Regions from separate parts of the Mus musculus genome. Here region 1 is linked to region 2. The links are chromatin contacts, called in public HiCAR-type maps. All regions are on one chromosome and are shown on one strand. The core of a region is the stretch at or near the end of the contact, and the rest is flanking DNA. Distances in the headings are between cores, read along the strand shown. Region 1 has its middle 37 kb from the start of Tnfsf8. Region 2 has its middle 11 kb from the start of Gm11482.

Region 1 (6,995 bases), core at 2,852-5,351, 250 kb after region 2:
ACTTATTATATTTTGTTATTTTTTTAGACTCTATATTTGAAAGTTAATTGGCACTTTATCAAATAATGTCTATATATAGTTAAAATTTTAAAAATATTTATCGTGGAAACAATACTAATTTATACCAATTTCCAACTTACTTGGTCCTGTTAACTAGATCAATAATCTCTTACTCTTTTAAGCTATAGCTCCTGGCTAGGGAAGATTAAAAAAAAAACAAACTTTATGCAGATATCATTTTCCCCTTACATAAATATTTATTTCACAAATTTTGGGTAAATCAGAATCAGTATTCATGGTTTGATGATAACATAAATATTCCTCACCCAATCAACCTTGTGAAGGATAATGCCTGACTTTTTTTTTTTTTAACTTTATCTGCCTTTATTTTATGCTGAATTTATTCCCGGGCCATGAGTTTTTGTTTCTTCAGTTTCTTCTGGGATATCTTTTTCTTCTGTGCAACCTCCTCTTCTGGCTTTGGAATGATCTGTTCCCTCTCAGTGAGGATCATCTCAGTGTGGCTGGGGGAGCTCATGTATGGGTTAATCCGGCCATGAGCTCTGTAGGTTCGTCGGCGCATCTTAGGTGCCTTGTTCACCTGGATGTGTTCAATGACTAGAGAATCTACGTCTAAACCCTTAAGTTCAGCGTTACTCTCGGCATTTTTAAGCATGTGCAGCAAAAATTCAGCACTCTTTTTTGGCCACCGACCTTGTGTCCAGCCCCACTGTTTGGCCTGGGCGCACCTACCAACTCCACCATTATACCGCCGGAATGGGACACATTGCTTCTTTAAAGTGACATCCTTCAGATACTTGGTGGCTTTGCGGATATGCATTCCCTTGATGGCCTGGGCAGTTTCCCGGGTGTTCTTAAAGTGAACATGAAGGTTTGACCCTCTTGATTTGCATGATTTTGTGGGGTTTTCTGGGTCAAGAGAGTAGCGAACCATCTTGGCAGGTGACCTCTGGCCGCTTCAATGCCTGACTTTTGTATCATTATTTCTTAGGCTAGAAACTCCATTTTTATTCATAGATACTGTTTTATTTTCTTATATTTCCTCTTAATTTAAAAGCCACATTTCATCAATTAATATTGTATTTCCTTTTAAATAAGAGGTTAACTTTTTTTGTTGTTGTAAAGAATCATACTGTCCACAGAAGTAGGTAGCAGCCAAAGGCATAGTTCCACACGCTGCTAGTAAGAGCTGAGCTCTCTACCCTGGACCAAGCCATGATTCCCCATTTTCTGCAGAAAATAATTTTTGTATAATTTGTAATTTATCTAGAAGAGATTCCACATATTTAAACAGGGGGTTAATAGAAAGGGAATCGTTTAGAAAATGGAACACAAATACCTAATTTAAAAAAAAAAGAAAATGGAACACATAGAGTCAAGAGCATGGGTGTGGGCAAATCAAGCCAGGCTTTGTTTTAGGGAGCTTCTGAAATTACATCTTAAATGGTTGCTAAATGTGATTATAAAGTGCTTCTTCGCTGGATAGATTACAGTTGACAAGGTGAAATACAGTCTTACAAGTGTTTCATGAGGAATCAAAGTATGATTTACTACAAACAAAATATATAATCTTGGTCGTGGAATTTCTAGATAGTTGTAGGTTTACAAGTGAAAAAGAGTTACGACTATTCCGGATGGCCACATATGCCTAAGCCCTAAGTGTGGATCACTCTGATTTTATGGAAATACCTTAAACTATGCTAGATTTCTTAACTAGTAGTTGACAAGAGAGTTCAATTTGACTCCAGGGCAGGAGATGCCCTCTCAACTTTGTCTTTCTATCCCACCTCAAATATTTGTAGGATTATTTCAGTCCAGGCAGTCTATGGCAGCTATGCTGATTTCACTGTTGGGGAAGAAAAAGATAATATGTAATTGAACTGTAAACTAGGAGGAAAAGAGCATGACTGTGTCCCCATAAATTGTTATTTAAAGATACATAGACTCCAGTTTCACCACCCTGGTCTAAATGATAACATTAGTCTTGATAGTTTTATTTTTATTTCTTTTCTGCAGGCCTTTTCTGGAGTCCTACATTCAGCTGGTCTGACTGTGTTTGTCATTCTCTATGTGTCCTGCCTTGCTGGCTGTATGCATCCTGCCTTGCTGGCTGTATGCATCCTGCCTTGCTGGCTGTATGCATCCTGCCTTGCTGGTGGCATCTGGGAGCTTCACTGCTGTCAGGCTTTGGGACTCAGCTTCTCAGCCTCTACCTCTTCCTCTTTCTAGCTTTGCTCCTCTGTTTAGCTGGAGGATTTTTTTAAAGTAACTTCCTAAAAATGAGGGTGTGTTTAGGAGATAAACTATCTCAAAATGTTTAAATGTTACCCTGATATTTGTAGATAGTTCAGATAAGTGATGGGTTCCAGATTAAATATTTCCTCTGAATTTTCAAGGCTTCCTCCAGCTTTTTTGTAACTTGAAGCATTTCTACTGATTGCCATTTCAATTGTATTTGTGCACTATCTTAACTATTCTTTCTCCATCCTTACTTCATGGCTCTGAGATCCCTGGGGACACCTTAGCAGCATGGTCATTTTCATTTGCATATGTCACCTGTGTCTTCTAGAGTTTCTAATTCCTCTGCCTCCTCCTTCTGGGTGGGTGCTGGACTTTCTGCATCTGAAGGCAGAAGATAGCTATGGGCTTCAGCTTTCCTATGTTCATGTCTTGTTCCTTCCTTCTGTGGCATCAGATCTCTGGGAACCTTGGATACGTTGAGTAATTTGTTCAGTATATTCCTCTGGGGTCTTTAAATTAACTCTTCTTTATTGTCAACCATTTTCCATACATCGATTTATCCCATCTTCTATAATCTAATTAAACATGACCATTCACTTTCGCTTTAAGACATTTTTTCCCACAGGATTTAATGTCTCAGGTGAACAAGAAGGGAAGTGCTCATGTTTAAGCTGTCACATTTAACTAGAAGTTCATGTACATGAGTTGCCTTCCCTAAAATCTGTCTGCTTTTCCCTATAATAACCCTGTGTCCACCTGTTCACCCACGGTACCCTTCATACCAACTCAAGAAAGCATGCTATAACTTCATGTGGTGTGAATGGGAGAGTGGGTGGGGATTGAACCTAGGGCTTCATTCGTGTAGGCAGATGCCCTACAGTTAAGCCACAACTGTGTGTTTATTAAAGAAATGGTTTGACAGGAGATGGTCTGGGAGAAGATGGCTGAAGAGAAAGCTGAACTCAGATGATGAAGGGTACCAGGCTGAGCACAGTGAGTTCGCCTCTCTTAAAAGTTCACGCGTGTTGTCTCATCGTTGGTGTAGGTGACAGTGTAGTTTGTCTTGGCCAAAATGAGTCAGAAAGAACTTTTTTGTGTGTCTGTGGTATGGAGGCTGTTTTCGAGGAGTCTCATGTGGTGGGATACGATGGTATGAACTGGAGCGCAGAGCGTTGGCGGAGGAACAATTAAGATCACCTAAGGCAGGGTCCGGTATGGAGACTTAGAGAAGCTTCTCAGTCATTGCTGGTTCACCGGGCACAAACAGAGACGCTCACAAAAGACTTGGGGAGCACAGGGGATAAGTAGGGTTTTATTTTTCTATTTGGGGCAATAAGGCAACATCCAATTAAAAATGATTAGCAAACATGTAGTGGAAACTGGGTTTATGGGAAGGATTTTGAAGGAGAGAATGCCAGGAAGAGGTGTAGTTACTTTCTCAAGTTCATGTAGCTGTCAACTGGCAGACCCAGAATCCCAGAAGTCAGGTCTGCATAAGCCCCCATAGTCACTACAAGTATGTACAGACTGTAAAATTTTGTCAGCTTGAGACTCAGAGGTTTGAGGTTTGCTTTGGGGGAAACTCACTAAGGCAAGTGCCTACCCTAGAACGATGGTATAATTACCACAGAGAGCCAATAAGATGTGGGTGAAGACTATTGATGTGCTCATTCACCAGGATCTAGCCTGGGCCAGGTCGTCTTCCTGGCTGAGGCTGACGCCCTTCCTGCTTTCACTTGGATGGTTTCTCCAACAGCGCTGGCTACACTTTCGACAGTTACACTTTCTACCCTGCCCACCGCTATGGTTCAAGCCAGAGAAATCTGTGGCCCAGCAGAAATTCTCAGAACAAAACTGGGGCTCACATCCTGCCTGCTTTTCTCCTCATTCTTGCTCAACAGCTCAGCCTGAGAGAACCACAAAGAAGCAGAGTCTGCATTTTTCTAACGTGCCCTGGACAGGGAAGGGCTCTGCGCTCTGGGCTCAGGCTCTTTTCTGCATGCCCTCCATACTGTTTGGCATAACGTTGGGTTCGTGGCTTAGGCTAGGGGAGGAAGAGGAAGCAGACACCTTGGGAGTGGAGGCGTGGAGTGTGTAGGTTGTGAAACAGTATGTGAGAAGCCTCTAGAACCAGCAAAGAAAGTTTTGTTTCTGGAATTCATAATTCATGGTTTGCACACTCAACATTTCTGTTACTTGAAATTATGATAAAAATCTATGTCATCCTATGGGCTTGCACATGTGTTTTATATGAAAAAGAAATTGCAAGCCTGTTATGGTTTCCTCTTCTTAAGTGTGGTCTAATTTTGTGAAGAACAGTAGCGTGGCAGGACTGAATCATAGGAAATGTGGACATGCCTGTTCTATACCACGATTATAACACCCTGGCAAGGAGTCTTGAGCTCTCGCTGAGAAGAGGGTATTCGTTGATTCTGGGTACTGTTTTCTTTCCTTTCTCAATAGAGTCTCTTTAATTTCATCTGTCAGAAAAAAAAAGCATGAGTCCTATGTTTGAATCTCTCTTCTTTATTTCTTACTGGCTTGTAACTTGGTCTCTTCAAATCCTCATTGTCTCATTTTAAATGTGGATAAGAAGGTTATCTTCATACATGCACATGAACACACACACACACACACACACACACACAGACAGAAAGACAAAAAGAGAGACAAAGACAGGGATCGAGAAAGAGAGGAATGGGAAGGGGAGAGGAAGAGGTAGAAGGAGAGGGAGAAAGATTACACTTAGTAGCTGCTGATGTCATGTTTAATTTTGAACTGTTTTGATAGTTTTCCTTTTTTCCTACTGATAGTTACACACACACACACACACACACACACACACACACACACACACACACTCACACACACACCAGCAACAATTTACTGTACATTGAAAATTCAAGGGAGGAAACTGTAGGTGTTTATGTTTTGGATTTTATTTTTAAACATTACAAAAATGTTCCATTCACAGGATTTTGACATTAAGAATGAGGAAACATTATTTATATCTGAGTCAGTATGAAAACATTACACATATGATTTCAGTTCTATAGTATACACATTTAAAACAAAAGTATATTGGAGAGGTGATAGAGGGAGAAGGGCAGGAGATGATAGGAAGCACAAATATGGATGAGTTATTAAAAACTTGTCAATGCTGAGAGACAAGGGACTTAACATGCCACTATTTACACGTCAATGGCTTTAGTTTTACTTTATGAGTACTCAGGTCAAATTTATCCAAGTATCTTCTCCTTCCTTCCCTTCCTTTTCCCTTCCTCCTCCACCCATCCATTCATCTTCCCCTTCTTTCTTCCTTCCTTCCTTTCTTTCCTTCTTTCCTTCCTTCCTTCCTTCCTTCCTTCCTTCCTTCCTTTCTTCTTCCTTCCTTCCTTCCTTCCTTCCTTTCTTTCTTTCTTTCTTTCTTTCTTTCTTTCTTTCTTTCTTTCTTTCTTTCTTTCTTTCTTTCTTTCTTCCATCCCTTCCTACAACATATCCAGCCCACACATCTACTAACCCACTCACTCATTCCATTCTTTCACCCATCCATCCTTTCATCTATCCATGCTTCCAACCAATTCATTCACCTATAAACCTATGCATACTCCCCATTCACCCATCATCCATCCCTCTATGACCCAATTCATCCATTGATCCGTCCTTCATCCCACCTATTCATCAGTTTCTCTTCTGAGTTAATAAACTACTAAATACACCCTATCTATTTGGTCATATCCTAGGCACTAGTGATACAAGTACTCAAGCCAATGCAGGCTTTCAAGAGATCATGACTTACAGAAGATACAGTTAAGTAAACAAACAGAACAACAGTGGAAAATAATGAGTGGCTGACACAGATGTGGAATTGTAGACAGCTTAATAAAGGACATATCCCTGAAATGGGTCTCAGAGAAAAATGGAGTAGTTTGTTAGGAAATTAAAGTTTCTAGGTTTTGGAGAGATTAAGAATGTGTTATAAGCAGAGTAAGCAGAGTACATTCTGAACAACTGTTGTAGAGACATGGTGCTCTCTGAATAGGAAACCAGTTTATTTGAAACTGTTCCCTATGTTCGTGAAACCAGTATAATAGATAGTTAAGGTTCTGGTTGTTGGGGGCAGATATATGTGAGCTCAAGTTTGATTGACTAAGATGGACTTGGTCAAAATATTTAACCTCTATGGGCTCTACCTACTTTATACTTAACAGAAAGCTAGAAGTCAAGAGTCATGAGCTAAAGTATATTGAGAGAACACATGTAGCACCTTTGTGCATTGCACAGAGGAGACCCTCAACTTGGACCTAGTTTTAAAATACCAATGTATTGGATCTTTGGTCTAGCAGAGCCTTGTTGGCATAGCGAGCAAGTCAGATGATGGGGGAGAAGATGCCTCTGTGAATAGAGTAAATATGACTTATGACTTTCCAACTTTTTTGCTGAAGCTTTAGGAAACTTCTCTGAATCATAGTAACACATTTAGTGATGCGGAAACTGGCCTTTGGGTTCACCTCCCTCTGTTTGCTTTGGCTGGTGTGGAGTCAAACAGAGGACACTTGCTGTCTCTTTTGCTGACTGCCACTTGTGAGAAAAGCTAAAGCATAAATGTGTGAGAACAAAGCTCAGTGCTTTGTTAAGCACAGAGGTGTTTCTGATAATATAACGGAGCAGTACGGGATATTGAATGGAAAGGACATTGTACATCCTTCTCTGGTTGGTGGAAAAGACCCCCA
Region 2 (6,689 bases), core at 854-3,353:
TTTGAATTTCCTTGCTGTTGTGACATATCTAGTAGGTGTCACTCCAAGGGGTTGGGAGGGGAAAGGTGCAAGTCTCTGGGTCAGGCTTCTAGCCATACACTCTGAATAGAATAGACCCATAATTGTATCTGGACACAACTCTCACCACTGCAAAGCCATCTCTCCCCCATGCCTTATAAGAAATGGTCCAGGCATAAAAGCTGAGAACTTTAGCTCCCAAGAGTTCTAGGGACAGTAACTCTCAGACGCTGCACTGTGTACAACTCTGCAGCTGTGGACTTATGCAATGCTTTTATTTTCCTTTTGTAAGCATATTCATTTATTCTTATTGTTGCTTGTGGACCCCTGACTAGATCCCCTGTATTTTAAACATCTTGAGTTTTCTAGTATGCTGGGTAGTGATTTACCTTGTCAGCAAGCCTTTTTGTTCAGGTTCATAAAAGACTAGAGTATAAATGATACGTTATAGTGCCAGTTCACAATCTATGAATTAAATAAAATATTCCTATACCCCAGGATCTCTGGGCTTCCCCAATTGTCAGACTCCCAATTGTTTTGTAATTTTCTCCTCATTTCCATGTGGTGGTTGGAGGCTGAGCATTGGAAGAAAGAAAGAAACACAACAAAGTCCACAGCTCTTACTACCCCAGTGCCTCTTCTGAACATTCTGTAGAGAGAGACTAGGGGTGCTCCCAAACTGAGAATGTGGCAGAGCGGGGGGGTCGAGTTCCTCCCCATATGATTCAGCAGCAGACACACAGCCATATCAGGAATCAGAAGATGCACAGAGCCTAGCCAGGGGCTTCTTGAAGGTGACCCTGATGTAAGGTGCTGGGACACCAGCTCAGCATCATCTTATTGAGTTCCCTGTGCTTAGGTTACAATTCATGAGGCACTTCCCACTCTGACCACCACTTCTGCCCTGCTCTGGAGTACCTCCTGTGGAGTTGACTCTTACATTAGCCTCTCATGGATCTCATTTCGGCTGTCTTCTTTATGATTCCTTGGTCCTGTGGCCTGAGATTTGAGTCTACCCAAAATGGTGAACTCCAGGACTCAAAATCTGAACTTTCTCCATATGAAGTGGATTTGAGTCAGAAGGAAGTCTGTGACCTATTGTGGGCAAGAAGCAAATATTTTATACATATGTATGGGTATATAAATGAATAACTATGTGTATGTATATGTCTCTATCTGCATGTACATATATCTACATGTATATATACACCCATATATATATACATATACATACATACACACATACACACACACATCTATATATACATAAATGTCTGTATGTAAATACACACATGCACACACACATATATACCCATTCACATATACACATATATATGTATATGTGTATACACACACACATATAGGCTTGTAAATTTGTACATATAATACATAATATGTACATCCACATATATACATATATTATCTGCATGCATGTACATACACATGTACATGTATGCATACAAAGATGCATATCTATATGTGTACACACATCACATATATTACATATACCATAGCTATCTTTGTGTATACATATACATATGTATGTATGCTCATATAACCTAATGAGGGAGTGAAAGCAGAATGATTCACCTTCCTCTGGGAAGCCTGAAGGGAAATTACTTCTAGGTACCCTTGCTGTGACACATACTATCTCTGCTGTGGGATTGGCCTACTGAAACTCTGATGCACACAGGAAGTGAGGCATCATTTCTTCCCCATCCTTTTTCTGGAGCTTGCTGGTTAGATAGTCTAGCCAAAATGGTGAGCTCTAGATTCACTGAGAGACCTAGTTACCACACATGTGAACACACACACACACACACACACACACACACACACACACACACACACACACCTCTTTGATATACATTGATTTTGATGAAAGTCATATTATATTTAGAACTTATCATTTAGTAATCTGTAGCTTACTATAGAACAAATCTGCTGGCATTGTTAATGGATGAAGACTAGCAGGTTGTCATAACAACCTTCCTCCATCCTTCCAGCCTAAGGGCTGTGTTGTAGTCCCAGCTATTTCCTTTGTGGCTTCTGTTGTCATAGCTTTAGACTCTGGGGTTTTCTCTGCTTTCCCTAAAGGAAACAATTCTGCCAGCACTCTGTTTTTGAGTGATACTAGAAGCTCTGCTCATTGCCCTGTGTGTTCAGATTCACCACACCAGGGTGTGTGTGTGTGTGTGTGTGTGTGTGTGTGTGTGTGTGTGAGACTCTTCATTCTGCAGAGCAGTGAGGAGGGCTGTGTCAATGGTAGTGTTTGAGGATATCAATCCCTGGGCACTTCAGGTATTAACAGAGAGGACCACTCATAGGGCTGGTTGCTGTGCTTGCTTCCTGTCCACTCATTGGAGTTCAACTCTCCCAGTTCCATCTTTCAGTGTGGTCCAAGGCTAGTGGGACCTTCTATGACCAAAAGAAGAAATCCAGGCTTGGAGACCCAATCAGAGTAAGATGTTGGGAGTGTCTGATTCCCAGAGCAGTTGAGGTGTATATTCTAAGGCTCCCATCTTTCCGTAGGTGACTGAACTCCAGGACTCTCCTCACATGCACTTGTCTTTCCATCCATTTTGAGACAAGCTCTACAATAACTCCTTCAGGAGACACTCCCTTATCTACTGTGTTACACACGAGGCATAAATTCTCTCTCTCTCTCTCTCTCTCTCTCTCTCTCTCTCTCTCTCTCTCTCTCACACACACACACACACACACAGACACCCCTACATCAGAGAAGCATGGCAGGGGAGGCATATAGCAGGATGTGTTGTGGCTGTTTGAGAAATTCGTGCCTTGAGTCAGAGAGGATGTGAGTGTGAGGGGAATGGGGAGGCTTCTGTTCTATTCCTCCTTTCACCGGAGCATTCCAGTCTCCCTCCCTACTAATATCAGTAACAGCACATGAAGCTGTGGGACCAGAAAACTTGATTGATGGTGACTTGAGACCTGAAGCTTTATTTCATTCCTGTAACAATGAGTGGAGATGGATGGACCAACCCTGGACTCAGATAATCTGTCATTCTTTAGTCCTAGCTGCCCAGTAAGGTAACCATCAGCCACAGGCAGCGTTTTAAGTTTAGATGAATTGAAACGAAAGAAAAAGAATCTAGTGCTCAGGCACTGGCTGCTTTTCGAGTGACTTGTAGCTTCTTAATGAGCCACTGAAGATGTGCAGGGACATTTCCATCATGGCAGAAAGAGCTAGTGGGACAGCAGTTGAAGATGTAGTATCAGTTCAAAGAGAGAAGGATGGAGCAAGCCACACTGGTTCCTTTTGATCGAATAAGAAACTGTCTTCTAGAACTCATTTATTTTTTTTTTCCAGTTATAACACATTTACTTTATTGTGGATGATTTCAGCTTTGACATATTGGCATTAGCATTCTTGGGTTTCTTATTTTTTGGTTGGTTTTCATTTTTTTCTTTCCATTTTTTATTAGGTATTTAGCTCATTTACATTTCCAATGCTATACCAAAAGTCCCCCATACCCACCCACCCCCACTCCCCTACCCGCCCACTCCCCCTTTTTGGCCCTGGCGTTCCCCTGTTCTGGGGCATATAAAGTTTGTGTGTCCAATGGGCCTCTCTTTCCAGTGATGGCCGACTAGGCCATCTTTTGATACATATGCAGCTAGAGTCAAGAGCTCCGGGGTACTGGTTAGTTCATAATGTTGATCCACCTATAGGGTTGCAGATCCCTTTAGCTCCTTGGGTACTTTCTCTAGCTCCTCCATTGGGAGCCCTGTGATCCATCCATTAGCTGACTGTGGGCATCCACTTCTGTGTTTGCTAGGCCCCGGCATAGTCTCACAAGAGACAGCTACATCTGGGTCCTTTCGATAAAATCTTGCTAGTGTATGCAATGGTGTCAGCGTTTGGATGCTGATTATGGGGTGGATCCCTGGATAAGGCAGTCTCTACATGGTCCATCCTTTCATCTCAGCTCCAAACTTTGTCTCTGTAACTCCTTCCAAGGGTGTTTTGTTCCCACTTCTAAGGAGGGGCATAGTGTCCACACTTCAGTCTTCATTTTTCTTGAGTTTCATGTGTTTAGGAAATTGTATCTTATAACTTGGGTATCCTAGGTTTTGGGCTAATATCCACTTATCAGTGAGTACATATTGTGTGAGTTCCTTTGTGAATGTGTTACCTCACTAAGGATGATGCCCTCCAGGTCCATCCATTTGGCTAGGAATTTCATAAATTCATTCTTTTTAATAGCTGAGTAGTACTCCATTGTGTAGATGTACCACATTTTCTGTATCCATTCCTCTGTTGAGGGGCATCAGGGTTCTTTCCAGCTTCTGGCTATTATAAATAAGGCTGCTATGAACATAGTGGAGCATGTGTCCTTCTTACCAGTTGGGGCATCTTCTGGATATATGCCCAGGAGAGGTATTGCTGGATCCTCCGGTAGTACTATGTCCAATTTTCTGAGGAACCGCCAGACGGATTTCCAGAGTGGTTGTACAAGCCTGCAATCCCACCAACAATGGAGGAGTGTTCCTCTTTCTCCACATCCTCGCCAGCATCTGCTGTCACCTGAATTTTTGATCTTAGACATTCTGACTGGTGTGAGGTGGAATCTCAGGGTTGTTTTGATTTGCATTTCCCTGATGATTAAGGATGTTGAACATTTTTTCAGGTGCTTCTCTGCCATTCGGTATTCCTCAGGTGAGAATTCTTTGTTCAGTTCTGAGCCCCATTTTTTAATGGGGTTGTTTGATTTTCTGAAGTCCACCTTCTTGAGTTCTTTATATATGTTGGATATTAGTCCCCTATCTGATTTAGGATAGGTAAAGATCCTTTCCCAATCTGTTGGTGGTCTCTTTGTCTTATTGACGGTGTCTTTTGCCTTGCAGAAACTTTGGAGTTTCATTAGGTCCCATTTGTCAATTCTCGATCTTACAGCACAAGCCATTGCTGTTCTGTTCAGGAATTTTTCCCCTATGCCCATATCTTCAAGGCTTTTCCCCACTTTCTCCTCTATAAGTTTCAGTGTCTCTGGTTTTATGTGAAGTTCTTTGATCCATTTAGATTTGACCTTAGTACAAGGAGATAAGTATGGATCGATTCGCATTCTTCTACATGATAACAACCAGTTGTGCCAGCACCATTTGTTGAAAATGCTGTCTTTCTTCCACTGGATGGTTTTAGCTCCCTTGTCGAAGATCAAGTGACCATAGGTGTGTGGGTTCATTTCTGGGTCTTCAATTCTATTCCATTCGTCTACTTGTCTGTCTCTATACCAGTACCATGCAGTTTTTACCACAATTGCTCTGTAGTAAAGCTTTAGGTCAGGCATGGTGATTCCACCAGAGGTTCTTTTATCCTTGAGAAGAGTTTTTGCTATCCTAGGTTTTTTGTTATTCCAGATGAATTTGCAAATTGCTCCTTCTAATTCGTTGAAGAATTGAGTTGGAATTTTGATGGGGATTGCATTGAATCTGTAGATTGCTTTTGGCAAGATAGCCATTTTTACAATATTGATCCTGCCAATCCATGAGCATGGGAGATCTTTCCATCTTCTGAGATCTTCTTTAATTTCTTTCTTCAGAGACTTGAAGTTTTTATCATACAGATCTTTCACTTCCTTAGTTAGAGTCACGCCGAGATATTTTATATTATTTGTGACTATTGAGAAGGGTGTTGTTTCCCTAATTTCTTTCTCAGCCTGTTTATTCTTTGTGTAGAGAAAGGCCATTGACTTGTTTGAGTTAATTTTATATCCAGCTACTTCACCGAAGCTGTTTATCAGGTTTAGGAGTTCTCTGGTGAAATTTTTAGGGTCACTTATATATACTATCATATCATCTGCAAAAAGTGATATTTTGACTTCCTCCTTTCCAATTTGTGTCCCCTTGATCTCCTTTTGTTGTCGAATTGCTCTGGCTAATACTTCAAGTACTATGTTGAAAAGGTAGGGAGAAAGTGGGCAGCCTTGTCTAGTCCCTGATTTTAGTGGGATTGCTTCCAGCTTCTCTCCATTTACTTTGATGTTGGCTACTGGTTTGCTGTAGATTGCTTTTATCATGTTTAGGTATGGGCCTTGAATTCCTGATCTTTCCAGAACTTTTATCATGAATGGGTGTTGGATCTTGTCAAATGCTTTTTCTGCATCCAACGAGATGATCATGTGGTTTTTGTCTTTGAGTTTGTTTATATAGTGGATTACATTGATGGATTTTCGTATATTAAACCATCCCTGCATTCCTGGAATAAAACCTACTTGGTCAGGATGGATGATTGCTTTAATGTGTTCTTGGATTCGGTTAGCGAGAATTTTATTGAGGATTTTTGCATCGATATTCATAAGAGAAATTGGTCTGAAGTTCTCTATCTTTGTTGGATCTTTCTGTGGTTTAGGTATCAGAGTAATAGTGGCTTCATAAAATGAGTTGGGTAGAGTACTTTCTACTTCTATCTTGTGAAAAAGTTTGTGCAGAACTGGAATTAGATCTTCTTTGAAGGTCTGATAGAACTCTGCACTAAACCTGTCTGGTCCTGGGCTTTTTTTGGCTGGGAGACTATTTAAACTGCTTCTATTTCTTTAGGGGATATGGGACTGTTTAGAAGGTCAACTTGATCCTGATTCAACTTTGGTACCTGGTATCTGTACAGAAATTTGTCCATTTCATCCAGGTTTTCCAGTTTTGTTGAG

The links. HiCAR-type assays count read pairs that join an accessible place to other places.
Region 1: a contact with region 2 is called in a HiCAR-type map of Th17 cells, with 2.8 times the contacts expected there. The contact joins two enhancer-like sites. A contact is called at or near these places in 3 of 115 datasets of contacts at active chromatin or transcription factors (CD8 T cells, Th17 cells and effector CD8 T cells).

Annotation. Positions count from the first base shown.
Region 1 is chr4:63,895,145-63,902,139 of GRCm38.p6, forward strand. It overlaps the pseudogene Rpl17-ps4. Among named protein-coding and RNA genes, the nearest start is that of Tnfsf8, 37 kb to the left of the region's middle. Within about 2 kb of position 4,102, at least 52 of the 459 cell types and tissues checked have an H3K27ac peak or open chromatin away from gene starts, as enhancers often do. A contact at or near this core is called in CD8 T cells and Th17 cells, where this site is marked.
Region 2 is chr4:63,642,473-63,649,161 of GRCm38.p6, forward strand. No RefSeq gene overlaps it. Among named protein-coding and RNA genes, the nearest start is that of Gm11482, 11 kb to the left of the region's middle. Within about 2 kb of position 2,104, at least 13 of the 459 cell types and tissues checked have an H3K27ac peak or open chromatin away from gene starts, as enhancers often do. A contact at or near this core is called in CD8 T cells and Th17 cells, where this site is marked.